Linked DNA regions of Bombyx mori: region 1 is linked to region 2. Evidence: chromatin contacts called from public Hi-C data. All regions are on one chromosome and are shown on one strand. Each heading gives the region's core, a stretch centred on a gene start, on an enhancer-like site or on the middle of the called end of the contact. The rest is flanking DNA. Distances are from core to core; before and after follow the strand shown.

Region 1 (5,477 bases), core at 2,214-4,713, 65 kb before region 2:
CTAATTAACGCAAAGGAACCTTTGCCTAAAAAAAAAAATAAGCTATTAAACGAATGCCTAAAATACGTAACAGTGTTGCCAGTTGTAAAAATTGCGAATCCGAGAAGTGCAGTTTCCTGAAATGCCCAGCGATACGAATTTCCTATGTTAGAGTCTTGTCCGCAGGGAAGATGATCGTCGACGAGTACGCGAGGAAGCACAACTTGAACGTGTTCGACGGACTAGAACTAAGGAACTCGACACGCCAGTACGGACTTTAATAGTAATAATAGTTTTTCCAAAACAACACACGCGACAGATACATGCATCACATCGAGACTAACATAATTAATCAGTAACGCTGCAGACTGACACACAGATGATTTCTTGTTAAATTCATGTTGTACAAACAAAGTTTTCCTTCATCAGCATAAATTACGTGTTTCCAAGAAATTCAATGAAAAATTCGTGTTTTTTTTTAAATTTGCACTCTGTCTAAAATTCCTATAGTAAGAAGTCAAGCTAAAATTATGCAATATAGACACGTCGTACGTACATTCAAGGCTCAAATGCTCTAAATTGTCAGCAGTTAAAATCACAATTCAACATTTCATTGTTAATTATCCGTTGCTACAATTATTACACAAATAAATAACATGATTTCTCGATATACTTTTGCTAGTCGTCAAGGATTTTTAGTGAATTTAAACAAGAAGTCATCTTTCGACATCGTACATACTAAACACACACAACAGGTACATGACACAAATACAGTTAAGGCCAACGCATATACACACTTGAGACAGAACAGACTTTATTAAGCAGTAGATGTAGCCTTCAGAACAGTCTATGCCTATACTACGAATACAGCAACTATTATTACCCGATTTTGTAGTCCAAATGAAACACGGTCACACTTCGCTGCGCCATTTCTCTTCTACCTTTTCTTCCCCTTATCCCACTAGGTGGGGTCGGCACAGCTAATTTTTCTCTTCCATTCTCTTCTATCAGCCATCAGCTAAAGACTCACTCCACTCTCTCTCATATCACACACTCCATCCATGTCTTCTTCGGTCGACCTCTTCTCCCTCTACCTTTCTTATTCTATGAAAAACATCACGTGTAATAGTGAAGCGCCAAATATCGCACGTTGATCGATTCTGATATCAACATTCTCCTGCCTTTCTCCCAGTCACCAGGGGTCAGCGCAACATGTTTTCTCCTTCCATACTTTATCAAATAGAATTTCTTCGCTCAATCCTTTTTAACCCATACCGTCTTTCACGCAATCCATCCATTCTTTTCTTAAGTCTACCTCTTCCTCTAATCATGTAGGTTTTATCAAAATTCCTCCAGCAGTTTGTACGTGAAATAGTACAGTAACAATTATATAATATATACTTATTATATAATTACATAATATCAGTGGAATCCAAACTTTAAGTCATCTATGATGATAAAATACCATTTTTACATACATTGATCCTCGTAAAACTGGAAGGCACTTGTTCAAGTAATAGAAAACGACAACATTAAAAAAAAGTAATTACAAATAATATCTTTAATTAAAACGATCTGAAAGGTGAAATCTTTTTGTGTAAAAAATGTTGTGCTACTACTTAAGTACGAATCGTTAATTAAGAAATTGAAATAAATTTGGCGCACACAATTTTATTAACATTTGTCCTTATGTTTCATTAATATTGTTTTGAATGCTGCATCTACAATGATCACATACCATAATTTAACACTATAACCAAAAAAAAACTAACAGAATATATTTAAATACTGATTTGACAAAACTCAGATTAATAGAACCAGTTTTTTCCCTACCTATTCACTGGTAGCCTAAGGGGCTATCTCAGCTTCTCGCGGATGGAATCAACCCGTATCACTTCCCAATTTACACTTAGACTTTCATTATGTCACACCATACGCATTACAATTGATGTTTCAAATTTGCATTTATTATGAATTTATTGAATATTTAAAACACTAATTCAAGATGCTTTCACGTTGCGGTGTGAAAGAAGCTTCGTTGCAGTCTGAAAGTCTGTTTCATGTGACAGCATTCTATGACAACAAATTCTTTATTCAATAATGAGAAAAATCAACTGTATTGTCTAGACCGAAAAGTCCATTTTCCATCTCTCCATTTCATCTCCTTTCTATAAGAAAAACAATCTATAGGGCATACAGAATCGACATTGCATTAACATTAAAATAACGGAATGGCGTTTGAGGCGAGCTTTGAATAAAATGATGGTAATTTTCTTATAAAAATTCGTTTCGCTCTTTTGGAGGGTTAATTTGTATCTATTATTTTCAAATTTCATTCCTCTTCTAATATTCTTTTCACTTCTTCTAACGCATCAAGTGATCGCCCGTAAAAATCTGTAGTACAAAATCAAAGTCAAAATATATAGTACATATATGTATTTATATTCCAAAAATATTATCCTCCTGAGGCAATCTAGTACAAACGTTAAAAGAATAATGACCTTAAAAATTACTTTAGAAATATTTAATATAAAAATATTATATAACTAGCGACCCGCCCTCGCTTCGCTTCGGAAACTGTAATTTATTATTGATTTCTCCACTATTTAATGGATGTTATTATACATATAAACCTTCCTCTTCAATCACTCTATCTATTAAAAAAAACCGCATCAAAATCCGTTGCCTAGTTTTAAAGATTTAAGCATACATAGGGATATAGGGACAGAGAAAGAGACTTTGTTTTATACTATGTAGTGACTAACAACATTAAACATTACACACAAATCATGTAACTCTTCAAACACACAGAGCATTTATAGTTTGGCTCAACTATTAATTTAACATACTGGGGGATGCGTATCTAAACATACCTTACTCTATATACTACTACGACTTACTAACTATAAAACTGAACTTGAAAAATATTGTTATGAACGAACTTATTTGTAATTCGATAATCACTTACAAGCCTCTACTGCCATTGACAGCAATAGAAAATCCTTGTTATAAATCTAAAATCCAGTAACTGACCTTCTTGACTAATCATAAAATGTAAGAGATAAACCCTCCTTTATTTTCTTTAGCGTTAAAAATTAATTCACAAAAAAAAATCGACAAAATTAATCCGACGATATTAATAAAATGGCACAGCCAATTATAGTTGCGATATCTAAAGGAAGGCATTTATGTCCACTCAATTTAAGTACTACGTACATTGCAAATAAACAGGGCAAGCAGGTTTAAAAAGAAACTATTGTTATAAAAGTTTGCTTGTTAGTTTTGCTTACATTACTAATTTGCTTAGTCCTTTATTAAGCCTATTCCAACTTTAGGTTCAAGCTACCGGTAATATATAATTAATTTTTTTTTTAATTATCAACTGAAATAATTACGAAATACACGGATGCAAGTATTGTTACAAAATGAATTAGTACGTTTTATATTAAAGCCTGCTACGACGTGTTATTAATTATTACTTGTCAAACAATTAATAATAGACGCCATTGTTATCGCGGGCCGTGAAATGAGCGAGTGGCTGCTTCGCAATCTAGCATTGCTTAAAATTGGTAGAACTTTTGCAATGGAAATTAAATGGGGAAATTGAGTGAAAACAAAAGACAAAAAAAAAACGCTTCTTTTGTGTATGTATATATTCTCATTGATGTGTACGGGCTCCGGAAACCACTTAACACCAGATGGGCGGTGAGTTAAAAAGTAATTACAAATAACATCTTTAACTAACACAATCGAAAATAACATCTGTAACTAAAACTACTGTTACTTAGTATCATCTCATATTATCTCACAACAGTTTCATAATGGTACCAAAATTAACGTATGTACTTATTTCAAGATTAACATCTGTCTATTATATTTAAAAGTACCAAATACTTAAACTAATACTTATTTGAAGTAATATAAATTAAGACATTAACACATTAAGAATCGCTTGCTTCGTGGCCTGATCCACTTACCTCCATTCTTCCGCTTGTTAGTCACTATAAGCGGTTATCGATCTGTCCGCTGTAAGCAAACTAGCTGTTTCAATGGTTATATACTCAACAACAATTGTAACGGAACACTTATATCTTGAAGTCTAATTTCCCACAAAACTAATTTTTGTATTGCGTCTTATGTTGACATGGTAAATAATGCAAAAAAAAATAAGCTTCGTTCGGCGATTATTTAATTCTATATATTTTTCAAATTCAGTTTCTATTCCACTAACAATGTACACTACACGTACACATACACACAACAAAATAGTGAATCGATAAATTAGTGGTCGAATAATCGGAATGGTTCGCATCACACTACTAACCAGTCGTGATTTCCACTTTACAGTGACCGGACGAAGGTGGAGAAATTCGAAATTTAAATATAAAAGTGACAATTCGAATTTCCACGCGCGCGCTCTAGTGATGTGCCAGTGTGTGAATATCAATATTATTTTTTATTTTCTTTTTTGTAGGAAAATGCTGGAAATTAATAATATAAGTGGTGTACTGTCTTCGTCAATGAAGTTATTTTGCGAATGATACTTAGTTTTACAAGTGCCGTGGTGTGTGTTGACACTTGCTGTGCGATGCTGTGCGAATTTCAACGGAAATATTTGTTGTCGTAACATTGGATCTATGGGTAAGTTTAGTATAATAACTTTACTCTGTTCACATTAGTGAAACATACATTTGTAAAATTTGTGTTTTACTAATGTGAAATTTATTTTTGGAAATTCACGTTAACACTATTGAATAAAAAAAAATCGATAATGTAATTTAAAAAAAATACAAAAATATAGTTTTCGCTTATTGTTAGAAAGAAAATTTTACATACGCCATTTTGAATAATTCCTTCCGGGTACATTGGTAAATTCAATCGTGTTAGTAGTGTGTTTCAATCTTTACTTCTGAACCGTTTGTGCTTTTATCGATTCATTTTATGTTAGAGTCTAAACATACCATAAAATGCTGCTTTATGAAATAAGACAATTTGCGATGCGATGGTCGTTATAAGTTTTAGTGGCCCGTAGAGAATGTTCACGATGACTGGGGCCCGTTTGTTATTACTATATTTTATAATAGGAGCTAACCTGTAATATCGTGTAGAATGTGTATCTGTTCAGCTCAATATTATCTCGTGCTTAGTGTCCGAACGAAGATCGTTAATGTTTTACAATTTTCCATTTCTTCTGTGAACGAGTAGTGATTGAGTTTTTTTTATTTTTTTTATTTTTTCATAGAAATACATCATACATTAAGTTTGGTGAAATGTCATATTTTTCATAACTTACAGCCGGCGCGTACTTGACTTAGAGAGGAAAACGCGTATTTAACTATTTCTATATATGTCTCACCACCGGAATACCTCCCGAGGCAAGATTTAGGACACATTATCTTAATAATTATTAATTAATCTTGCGGACGGTTAGCGTGGTATGTGATGCGTAGAGAGAAGATGCATGTGACTAGGAGATGTATGGAAATGGTAGTGCAAGG
Region 2 (5,963 bases), core at 1,231-3,730:
ACCTACTCGTTCAGAGAATCTGGAATATCCCTACGAGGTTACTAAAATAGGTAGGGAAAAAACACTGTTACGGATAGTGCCCACGTTGCACTCTGTCGACTAATTGAGAAGCTTCCTTAGAGCTTTGAGCATAAATACGGTCATTTTTTTGGTTAAAATGTTGCTCAATTGTAAAAATTTCTCATCCGAAAACAAAATTGTTCTATGACCTCCCTTTGCGTACCGCTTCAGTAGTTGTTTCGATTTTACCACCCTATTCTCTTTTAAATTATCAGTTAAGAAATGACCAGTACGTCTCTTATAGGCTGTAAGTCCTAAGTCATCTTTTAAAATATGCGACATGGTTCTAGGTGCTATTTTTATCTCCCGAGATAAAAGCATAATTGTAGGGCACTTTTTCAACTTGTCCCCTATACAAGATGCTCCTTCTTACTTCTACCCTCCATAATGTTGCCGCACACGCAACCTCTCATGTAAGAGTTTTACGAAATCGTAAAATGACCCTGTACGCGTCGCGATCGTTTTGGGACTCCGCCGTTATGACCTCGACGTTATGACCTCGACATTATTCACGAGTAAGTATTTTGAGAATTGAGATGATTGATTGACACGTGACAGATAAATCATATATTCGGTGCGCATTCAAATTAACGGGTGTAAGACGTAAGACGTAAAAGGTTACGAAATTTGGTTTTTTGGACATAAAACTGGGTTTAACTATATCTTTCAAGCTTTTTCTTGGCACCTAGTCGTTGAAATGATAACCGTTATCAAATTGAAACTTATGATGTATGAGCTTCGAGATATGTATGTGTTGATAGGGTGGTCCCTCAGATTGTAACGGGGTAGAGATAGTCGATCATATTTCGAGCTCATTCAGCCAAGCAATAAAAAATATTTTTGGTGCATTGGTAAAATAAAATTCTTTTGCTAAATTGAGAACCATAGTATTTGTTTTTGTAGGTAAAGTACCCAAGTTTATTTAGTGTGCGATCGTCTCAGAGCCTCTTCCTAGACGCAGGTTCAACTGGCCCGGTGGTATGGTACTTAGTGCCCCTGAATGCTGGACTGAGGGTCGTGGGTTCGATTCAAATTCGTGTAATTGTCTGAGTGTTCTATATATGTATACTACCAGACTCGATAGGCGCTGTCCTGTACAGATGTTTTAAATCCGAAAATTTCAAACTTTCAGTATGTTTTTTGTAGTGTACCGAATTGTGAATCTAAACCCTTCTCGAATCCACAGGAAAACACACAAAAAATTTCATCAAAATCGGCCCAGTCGTTTAGGAGGAGTTCACAAACATACTTGCGGACAGAAGAATTAAGTCCACTGAGTTTCTCGCAGGATCTTTTCAGTGGGTCGCGTTTACGATCCGGTGGTAGATTCTGCGAAGCACTACTCTTGCTAGGGTCAGTGTTAGCAACACTCCGGTTTGAGTTCCGTGAGCTCACCTACACACGTTAGGGTGAAGCTGAAATAGCCTCTCAAGGCTATCAGCATAGGTAGGAAAAAAAAAAGAATTATATATACTAGTGGTCTCACAGTAGTCGATATTCGACTATAATTAATTAAAATTAGAAGTTCGAATATTATCATGGTTCTATTGTCAAAGGCTATTTATTATATTTCTATAATCACAGATTTCGACAAGACTCCACTATAGACAAATAATATTAAAGACAAACAATATTAACTTATTCTCAATTTGACCACAGACTTGAAGGAATAACAAAAGTTTGACAATAAATAAAGAGGATTTAAATTTGTGTGTGTGTGTCAAATAGATATTAATAATTACGGTAACATTAAGGTTATGAGAATTAAATCAAACTAGTGGTCCATCGGTAGTCGAAATTCGACTATAATTAATTGAAATTGTAAGTTTGTACCTGATTCTATTGTCAAAGGCTATTTATTCTACTTCTTTACAGATTTCGCTAAGACTACACTTTAAACAAACATTAACAAAGACAAACAATATTTAATCTATTCTCAATTTGACCACAGACTATAAGCAATAAGAAAAGTTTGACAATAAACAAATAGTATTCATGCGTGTGTGTGTGTCAAATACATGGTAGTGTGTGTAATGTTTTTTCTTAATTTAATGTATTTTTTATACATAATTAAAAAAAAAAATATTCTGCACTCCTTCTCTATATTCTCTATAAGTGAGGGAAATTTCATACTCCTCCGTCCGCGAAATTTTCGTAAAAAGGGATACAATGCTTTTGCTTCACGTATTAATATATAGATAACTCGCTTTTGATACGACTAATTTGAAACGACCCCAGTTGAAAGTTAATTTGTCGATATTACTAAATTCAGCATCAAGCGCCGCTGAGCTTCCTAATACTAATACGTTTGCATCACTCTTACGTTTCAGCAATAAAACTGCCGGTGCAGTATACGGCTATCTCGCATTTTCACGGTCGTAAACCTCGCGTTAGAGCGGGACGGAGCATTTTATAGCACTCAGTCGCTTTTCGCAACAAAAACTTTTACAACCGGCCACTCGTAAATTATACGTAGCCTTAACGTCTCCGGGGAAAATTTTAAATAAATTTTCTTCGTTTTAATCCCATATCGATTAAACATTTGAGCGTGTACTACGTTTTTATTGTCGCTATTTAGTATTTTTAATGCGAACGTAAATTTGTTTAATGAGCGCTGCGTAATTTAAAGTTTTGGTATACATTTGGTGTAACTATACTTGAGACCTTCGAACTTATATCTCAAGGTGGGTGGCGCATTTACGTTGTAGATGTCTATGGGCTCCAGTAACCACTTAACACCAGGTGGGCTGTGAGCGAGACCACCCATGTAAGCAATAAAAAAAAATTTTTTTTTACTGCTGTTAAATAGAATCGGGGGATGTGATTCTTCGTTATTTTTCATGATTGTTTTATTATTTTAACGCCTTTTGACTATTTGCCGAAATATACAAAATAATAATGCACGTATTAAAAAATTAAACAAATAGCATTTTTTAATTGTGTAACCAATCTATACCAATATATAAATCTACAGCGGTTTTTACGGATGTTCCGTTATAACTATTGAACCGTGCATCCGATTGACTTGAAACTTGTTATTCATGTAGAAAAAACATGTACTTAATGGTTAGGCTAATATTTATATGAGTGTTGGACTCCTTACACCAGTTGCGGGGGCGTTAATGATGAGAATCTTTGTGGGGGTGAGAAATAATAATGTTAATTTTAAAAGCCCAGCGAAGCGGACGAGTACAGCTAGTAACTCATACATTTAATATCTATCACGTTGCTTTCTTTCAAACATAACTTCATTTCATTTGGAGATAATTGTCATTGATCACAGATAGGCAATCTATTTATTTTGAAATGATCATCAACGCCATTCTATACAAACATTAGTAACATAAACACTTTATTTCGGATCCTACAGATCCACTTTGCCACACTCCGATTCGATTCTACCTGCAACTTAACTCACAGACACAACCCATTGAGTTTCTCACTGATTCTTATCGATGGTCGATACCGATCCGGTGGTAGATTCAGCAAAGCACTGTTCTTGTTGGGGCAGATGCAAACAGTTTCTCAGGTGGAGCCCTGTGAGCTCGCTTTCAAATCTGGTAAAGCCAGAATAGCTCCTTGAAGCTACTGACAAAAAAAGCTGGCTTAGACGCTACCTATAAGGTATTTCAATGAGTATTCATTGCATTACAGTATTTTATCAATCATCTAGACAGAATTTTTTTTTATTGCTTAGATGGGTGGACGAGCTCACAGCCCGCCTGGTGTTAAGTGGTTACTGGAGCCCATAGACATCTACAACGTAAATGCGCCACCCACCTTGAGATACAATTTCTAAGGTCTCGAGTATAGCTACAACGGCTGCCCCACCCTTCAAACCGAAACGCAATACTGCTTCACGGCAGAAATAGGCAGGGTGGTGGTACCTACCCGCGCGGACTCTCGAGAGGTCCTACCACCAATAAACTCTCGAGAAGTCTTACCACCAGTAACATCCAGTAGCATCCTTACTTCTGGTAGAAACAGGGAGGTAAATACCCTTAAACAGCGTGTGATGACTTAAAAAATATTTATCCAATGACCTACCACAAGCAGACCCATTTTAAAATGGAACATGCGGAGGAGACGCGACGAGACCGTAAAAACTGCGGTAGTGATGCGAAAATATTTTAATGTAATATGTTATTGATAGTTTGAATATATTAATGAAAATCGACAAAGCATCTGCGCTTATCGCACGTGCTAGGCGTTAAAGTTTATCTGTCACATTTAGTTTACAACTCGGCATAACCATTGACTATGTAATAAGGAAAAAAAAACGTACTTATTACAGTGAACGTAAGGGTGTAATTTGAGGTAATTCATTATCAGCTTTTATTGAAACCAGTTCGCATAAACATGTAATCAAGTAGTTTATTATTAAGCGTCTGGAATTAAAAGGAGAAGGAAATATCGTGTGTCACTATGTCATTTGAATATCATTAAAATTACAAAATGGAAAACACAGACAGATATTGCATTCAACTATTTTTATAATCGAACTTAAACTTGATCAATCAAATTGAATTGAGAGCACCGCTGGTTAATGTGAACTAGGAGAGCGTACATAAGTATCTACTGGAGACGTATCAATAAACACCAAGTATAATTCATCTCAAATATTTTCCAAACAATTTCATAATGAGACGGTGATTCTTTTTTTTTTCTTATTATTTAAAAAAAACAAAATGTGTGCATTTCAAACGTGGTAGAAGTGAAACCTTCCAAAATTAAAATACAATTATCCTAAACGTCTTAAGTATATGTAAAATTTTGTCATTAGTAAATAATTGTAAGGTAGCGCCCTCTGTGAATTGATATTTTAATTTCACGTATAATCCGAAATTAAAATTCACTACAAGAGCTTTCATACACACGTTAGTATTAAAAAATCTCACAGATGGCGCTGTATTAAATAGTATGTATATTTCTGTCTCATTCTTTGCTGGCTTCATCCTACACATTTTTGTATTTGTGTCTCTTACCTGTCGTTTTTTCCGTTGCATCCGGTTTGAAATCACAACGATTCTAAAGAAGTTTTCACTTCAAAATTCCAAATATAATCTATGTCGATAGGAAGTTTTCGTGTGTCACAACACTATTTGACGAGGCGTCTGCTGCTCGTAAAACTTTTCGCGCGTAAACGTCACAGTTGACATTGGCTAGCAGATGCAGCGCTGCGCAGCGCTCCTTTGTGCGAGACCGTCTAGTAACGATATTGATTTATTGCGTTGCGGCATGTTAAAAAATTGCACATAACAGAGTTCAGTGACCTCGTAAACTACATTTGAAAAACCAGCATAGTAAGTTTGTATGTTACTAATATCTATTGTGGTCGTTAAAAAGCTATGCAATAGCTTAAAAATTTTGCAAATAAAAATTGTATTTATAACGTGATGACGAAAAAGTGTCACGTTCCGTCTGAGCCCGAGCGTGCGAGCGAGAACGCGGAGCAAGCGATAGAGAGGCACGATCGACCCAAGCTCCGCTTGTGACACATTTATCTCTCTTCTCGCGTGACGTCAGAACTGGCAGTTCGAATACTTCTGCTATTCTGACATATCGTTGGAAACCAACTTTACAGACAACCAATTTTTGAAGTGAAACTTCTTTATCGGCGTTGGAAAAAAATTTACCGTCACATTTTTCGGTTACGCGTCACATTTTTCCGTTACGCGCCATCTTTTTCTTGCCCCTACCACGGTTGGTTCAGACGAAGAGTACTTTCACTTTCTCCAACGGAGTAGGGATAGCATTAATGTTTCACTTCTTACGTGTGTACACTAGTACACGCACACATATTTTTTTTTTTTAAGCTATTGCATAGCTTTTATCGCGGGCCTTGAGCTCGGCGACCGAATCATGAAATTCCGTGACGAAAAAAACCTTACACTCTTCACTCC

Evidence for each region. A called contact is a pair of places that touch in the nucleus more often than the background predicts.
Region 1: a contact with region 2 is called in a Hi-C map of whole pupa, with 4 times the contacts expected there. The contact joins two enhancer-like sites. A contact is called at or near these places in 2 of 7 Hi-C or Micro-C datasets (middle silk gland and whole pupa).

Annotation. Positions count from the first base shown.
Region 1 is chr25:10,711,782-10,717,258 of ASM3026992v2, reverse strand. The region is part of intron 2 of Dsx (doublesex); the gene reads left to right. Among protein-coding and RNA genes, the nearest start is that of Dsx, 82 kb to the left of the region's middle. Within about 2 kb of position 3,463, at least 2 of the 8 cell types and tissues checked have open chromatin away from gene starts, as enhancers often do.
Region 2 is chr25:10,645,293-10,651,255 of ASM3026992v2, reverse strand. All of the region lies in intron 4 of Dsx (doublesex), which reads left to right. Among protein-coding and RNA genes, the nearest start is that of LOC101738240, 58 kb to the right of the region's middle. Within about 2 kb of position 2,480, at least 4 of the 8 cell types and tissues checked have open chromatin away from gene starts, as enhancers often do.